2 separate regions of the Ovis aries genome follow, and region 1 is linked to region 2. A link is a contact called in public Hi-C data. All regions are on one chromosome and are shown on one strand. The core of a region is the stretch at or near the end of the contact, and the rest is flanking DNA. Distances in the headings are between cores, read along the strand shown. Region 1 holds the start of TMTC2 (transmembrane O-mannosyltransferase targeting cadherins 2). Region 2 overlaps METTL25 (methyltransferase like 25).

Region 1 (3,054 bases), core at 1-2,500, 160 kb before region 2:
GATCTCTCCACTATTTGGGCAACTGTCAAATGTGTTTCAACCTCGGGAAATAAAAGTGTCCCATCAATAAAAGGAAACGTTACAGGGAAGATCTATCAGAGTGCAGGGAGCAGCTTCCTTCCAGCCCAGACGTAAAATCGCTCAATGTGCTTTTGTTGCACCAAGGAATACCTAAGAATTGTTTTTTAATGCGTTCATTAAACAGTTTCCCAAATTGCTGAGACTTCCGCTAAGAAACTTAAGCGTCTGCCAACAGTCTAGAAGCAAGGGAGAGGAACCTGCTGCAAAGTAAGAACCCAAACTCCCCCAGCCCGCCCTGTGCGCCCGCATCCCGAATGTTTGCTTTAGGTTCGGATGTTTACGCGTCTCCTAAGCCGTCAGGTGCAGGAATAGTCCCTCCAAGATGCACTTCCAGCCTTAAAGCGGGAAGCTTCAAAGCCACCACGGAGTCCCCAGGCAGCCCGTCACCCCTTCCTCTTACCCCTTACCTGTCATCATAGCAAAAATCCGCACTCAGGGTGTTGAGATACAAGGCGAGCCCCAGAGCGCTGCTCACCAACTCTGCAATCATCTCTCCACCGCCTTCCCTCCGGCTCGGCTCCCAGCGCGAGGGCAGCAGCGGCAACAAAAAACAGAAGCATCAATCCCCACCTTCTGCCGCTTTCTCCTCCCAGCTTCACTTTTCCCTCGCTTCCCCACCCTTCCTTCCTCCCTCGGGTCCTTCCAATCCACCGCTCTCCTTCTCCTCCTCGCCCGGCTCCGCAGCTCCTGCGTCCTCCCCGGGTGCGGGCTCACACCGCGCTCCCCATGCCCTGCGCCGGCGAGCGGCAAGCGGCGTTCGGGCTCCGCGTCCCCCGGCGGATGCACAAGGCTGGTCCTTCGCGCGGCTCGTAGCCGCCACCCTAACCCATGGCAGTGCGGGACGCCCTAGGTGCGGAGTGGGACTCGGAGAAGGTGGGAGAGTGCGGGATGGGGGCAGAGGGACCGGACCGAGCCGGGCTCTGGGACCAGCTGGAGGAAGAGAGAGAGAGAGAAGGGCGGCTGGGAGGGACAAGGCAAACCGCCTCCCCTCGCCGCCTCGCGGGCGCACGGCTCCTATGCCGCTCGGGCAGACTCCGGCCGCCACAGCGGCTGCAGCTCATTCACTCTTTATTAGCTCCCCTCCCGGCCCTAGCCCCTTATCCAGTGAAGTGAGAAGCGGTGGCTGGAGCCTCCAGAAGCTCCCGCGTGGGGTTCTCGGCGCTGTCCCCCCGCGCCTGCGTGGCCAACCCTCCATCCCCGGATCGCCCCGCCCCTTTCCCCACCCAGACCCACCCCCTAAGGTTCCGCCCACGTTACCCCCTAGGCTAGAGGCTCCTCCCACTCTCTCCCCGGGCGGGAGGCTCCGCCTTCCCACCTCCCGCCCTCCCCCCGTTTTGCTCACCTTCGATTTCAGTCTGGGAAGCCGCGGGGACCCAGGGGCGACGGCTGGAAAACAGCCCAAAGAGGTAGCTGGAGTGCGCCCTGGGCGCGGGAGAAATGAGACCGGGAGGACGCGGTCGCTAGCTCCTCTGCTGCCTGGCGGCGCCTGGCACCAGCAGGATCTCAACCCCGGGCGCTGCGTGTGCCAAGCGATGCCAGGCGTAAGTCCAGTCAGCTGGAGAGACTTCTGGGGACCGGGAGAGGAAGAACAGGTTTGGCTAGTGTTGCAGACTTGGTCGCCACGAACACACACGCAACGCGTCAGACACCCTCACTGTGCAGGAGCCGAAATGGGGTGGGTAGTGGGGGTTGGCGAGTTTGAGGGGGCATCTTAGGAGGGAGAGATTTCAGCTCCGAGCCGACCTTTGTCCCGAATGTCAATGGAGAGACGGGTGGGGAGGGAAATAGTCCCTCAGTTAGCTTAAAAAGAAAGGACCCCAACAGAGGACAAAAAGATTAGCACGCACCCAGGCGTACCCGCAGCTGCGGCGGCTTTTCGTGGTTTCAAGGGAACTGTCAGTCGGACTGGGAGAACGAACACAGAGAAGAGACGTCTTAACGACCCAGCACAGCGCTATGCTTAAACCTAGAAAGACTGGAAGCTAATGCCCTTTCCTTTCCGCCCGGATGCAGGACTGGATGGAAGGCATCCAACATGATGAAATATTGTGTAGAAGAATGGTCTGTGGAGAACGAGGTCTGGGTACTAAAGTTGCAGGACCGAAGAGGACCGTGGGCTGCCTGCCACACCTCTTCTCGACTTGGCCTTTCCGGCTGGATGAGCGGCTCCCTTGGACCACGAAGTACACTGCTGCAGCGCCCCCTGCTGCTTAGCAGCCGCAAAGCATAAAAAACTGACCCCGGGAGGCCGACTTCCCCTCTCCCCCGCCTCTCAAACCTAACCAGCACCTAACCAGCAAGTTCTCCAAAACGGCCTGGAGAAATTGACCACCCCCCACCACCCCCATCCCCAGGATGTCTAACAGTGGCCTGAAAATCAAGTACCGTGGTTTGGGTGTCTGCAAAACAAAGCTCCATCTTTTCCTGAGTTCACGAGGAAATCGATGTAGACATAGATGAAACCATGAATATTCATTATATTGTGCCATGCTCGATGGTTCCATTTTTGTGCCTTGGGAAAAAAGTAAATGCACATAAGAGGGAATTGTATCTGTAAAGGTAGGGGCTGATCTTTACCTTTTTTTTTCTTTCTTTTTAACCTCATAACCTCTGCCCACTGTCAAAAAGTTTGACCCATCAAAGGCCCTCTCTGTCTCTCCATTGCACTTACCTGTTGATACTGGATCCTAGGACACTTGGAAGAAGATCAAGCTTCTCTAGAATCAGATGCCTGAGTGTGAGTCCCTATTCTAGTGCTTCCCATCTGGGTGACCTTTAGCCAGTCACTTAACCTCTTTGTTCCTCAGTTTTCTCACCTATAAAACAGTGATGATAGTAATACCTCTCTCTGGGCACATAATTATGAAGATGAAAGTAGTCAACATATGTAAAGCCCTTATTACCTAAATTAAATATAAGTGGTAACTATTATTTATTATTATTATTACTCTCTCCAGGGTTCCCTGGTAGCTT
Region 2 (2,829 bases), core at 250-2,749:
GTTTTATTCAGGATAAGAATAAGTATTCTGTGCATGTAAGTTAGAAGTTTACTAGCATTTCAAGTTAAAATAATAGTCTTAAATATTTAAAATGGTTAAAATTCTAGCTATATCAGCTCCTTGAAAGTGGAAATTTAAAAAATAAATAGTATTCCAAGAAATTTATTGCATGGGTACAGAATAAAGTATCATTCACCAATAAATGTAAACACTCACTAGAAGATTTAATCACTTTGTGCTAAATTACAGGAGTTTGCTGGATGCTGAAAGCTTTTGAATTAGATTTTAATAGTTGCTTAGGGTAGAGAACCAGCTCATTCTAATGAAGTGAATCAAGCTAGTGGTTTTCAACTGTGGGTTCATAGACCAGCTCTGGTTTGCCACAATATTTTCCCTGGTCCACAATGAAATCAAAACATGAAGATAAACCAGGATGATTTTTCATGAAGCTAAGTACATTAATTTAAAGAACTGTACTTTAAACTCTGAGTCTGTGCTATCAATAATATCTATTATCTTTTTCATAAAAAATAAAATTAAAACTGATCTTATTTGGCAAAAGAAAAAGTTTGCAATACTCTGGTTCCCTCCTCTCCAAACTTTTGAAGTTGTTAAATTTATCTTTAAAACAACAAAGACTGTAGTCACTGCCTTGTCAGTCCTTTTAAGTTTTTCAAAACAGTCATTTTCCCCTAACATCTCAGCATGAAATTTCTGAACCAAGTTTCCTCAGGTCAGAGTTGGTACAGCACTTACAAAATTCTCTATTTAACAGTGAGAGCCAACATAACATGTGACTTATCATAATTTCAAAATATCATAGAACTTCTACATTTTGTGGAAAGATTCTTTTGCCTTGTGTTTTTTGAGAAACACTTGTGAAATCCACATATATATCAGTGGGATTTATCTTTCGGAATTGGGAAGATATATTTTGCCAGTCATAAATGAACTGTAATCCCTGTAGACTCAAGTTTAATTCAGAAACACTCTCTCCAGAGCTGCTGAATTTGGCAGTCCACAGTTTCTCCTCCATATGCTATCCTTGGGGGATTTTACATACATTGTCCATAATGGTTTCTACTTAGGATGTCTGGAAAAGTAGATATTATGGTCACAGAAGGGCCATTAAAGGGAATTTGAAAACAGATCCATTAAGTTGAAGTATTCAACTGTAAGAGTCTTCAAGTTGGATGGACTACATTAATTAATATTCAAGAAATAACTCCATCCACCCACTGCTTATATCATAGCATCTAACTCCTCATGCTTGTATCGCTAACCAACCTGGTTTGGTAGTCTCCCTGGAGAGGGGAATATTAGCAGAACACAGTGTGCATTAAAAGAACAGCAGATAAATAACAAATTGTCCCTAAATGTGGGCCTCATTTCCATTCCATTCTGTTGTTCGGTGCCTTCACTGTTTTAAATAGCCATCTTTTTTTCATTAATTACATCAGCTCTGCTTTTGTTGTGTCTTGTTGGAAAAGAGAAAAGAAAGTTTCCATTATTTCCCTTCTAGACTGTGGAATGCAGCAGCTGTTGTGTTTGCAAACATCCAGCCATAGCTTAGAATCTCTGGTCAGTTTTTGAGTGGATTTAAAAATACTTTTCTGTATTGTGATGCTCATTTTCCCCAAATGTGTGAGTTTGTGCTTTTCTCTTTCTGCTGTGAAGTCTGCTGTGAACTTACTCTCTTTTTCTCCACCTGGCTGATTTTCAAGCCTTAGAATCGTTCTCAAGAGCAAAGAAAGTATCCCAAAGTTTTCTCAGCTTGGCTCTGTCTCAGCCCTACAACACCATTTCTGAAGGTTTTGTTTTAACTATGCTTCCTTTCCTTCTGTTTAAATGATTTTCAGGACACAGTCTCTCTTCTGCCATGCCTGTTGGACAGCATCACTGTGGTCCCTGTCATGGGCCACTTGGCAGAGGATGAACTTGCAGTTTTACCTACAGCAGCTGCCTTTGTGGGATGGGAATAACACAGTCATAATGATTCCCTGAATGTGGACAGCACTTTGTGAGTTTTAAAGTTCTTTCCCATCCAGTGACTCATTTGACCCCACAAGGATCCTATGAAGCAAATAGTGGTAGTAGTAGTGTCAGTTGCTCAGTCGTGTCCAACTCTTTGCAATCCCATGGGCTGTAGCCTGCTGGGCTCCTCTGTCCAGGGAATTCTCCAGGCAAGCAGACTGGAGTGGACTGCCATTCCCTTCTCCAGAGGATCTTCCTGACCCAGGGATCAAACCTGGGTCTCCTGCACCGCAGGTGGATTCTTTACCTTTTGAGCTACAGGGAATACCCTACAAAGGATGGATGTTATCCTTCCCATTTGATAGATGAGAAGAAATACGGCCCACGGACTTGTGGAATTGGACAACTAACTCTGAGCACTAGAAAAAGCTGCAACAGGAACAAGAAGTTGGGCTTCTGTCTTTTCCCAGCGCTTTCCCCAAAGACTTTTCTCATCTATAAAACGGCAGACATACTACATTTATGTTATGAGGAGAGAATGAAAGAATACAGGTAAGTGCCCTTGGTAAGTGCACAATGAATGTTTACTGTGGTCCTTTGTCTTCAAATTGGAGAAGGAAATGGCAACCCACTCCTGTATTCTTGCTTGGAAAATACTATGGATGGAGGAGCCTGGTAGGCTACAGTCCATGGGGTTGCAAAGAGTCAGACATGACTGAGTGACTTCACTTCACTCTGACTGATAAAGGATGATTGGAAATTGATGTTTGGTTCTAAATGCACAGCCGCAAACAATCCTCCTCCTCCCACTCCCACAAGGAAAACAAGACATGTAGGTTGATTATTCTCCACAAC

The links. A called contact is a pair of places that touch in the nucleus more often than the background predicts.
Region 1: a Hi-C map of hypothalamus shows a contact between it and region 2, with 3 times the contacts expected there. The contact joins the promoter of TMTC2 here to the enhancer-like site in region 2. A contact is called at or near these places in 3 of 16 Hi-C or Micro-C datasets (hypothalamus, skin fibroblasts and tail adipose tissue).

The regions. Positions count from the first base shown.
Region 1 is chr3:118,713,203-118,716,256 of ARS-UI_Ramb_v3.0, reverse strand. It overlaps TMTC2 (transmembrane O-mannosyltransferase targeting cadherins 2), which reads right to left and starts at 1,250. Exons shown (of 12, transcript XM_004006230.6): 1 at 489-1,250. The coding sequence starts at 571. LOC132659530 reads left to right here and starts at 808. Exons shown (of 3, transcript XM_060413666.1): 1 at 808-890; 2 at 932-1,622; 3 at 2,095-3,054. The coding sequence starts at 808. The coding sequence ends at 2,295.
Region 2 is chr3:118,556,116-118,558,944 of ARS-UI_Ramb_v3.0, reverse strand. All of the region lies in intron 12 of METTL25 (methyltransferase like 25), which reads right to left. Among named protein-coding and RNA genes, the nearest start is that of TMTC2, 160 kb to the left of the region's middle. Within about 2 kb of position 1,499, at least 9 of the 54 cell types and tissues checked have an H3K27ac peak or open chromatin away from gene starts, as enhancers often do. A contact at or near this core is called in hypothalamus, where this site is marked.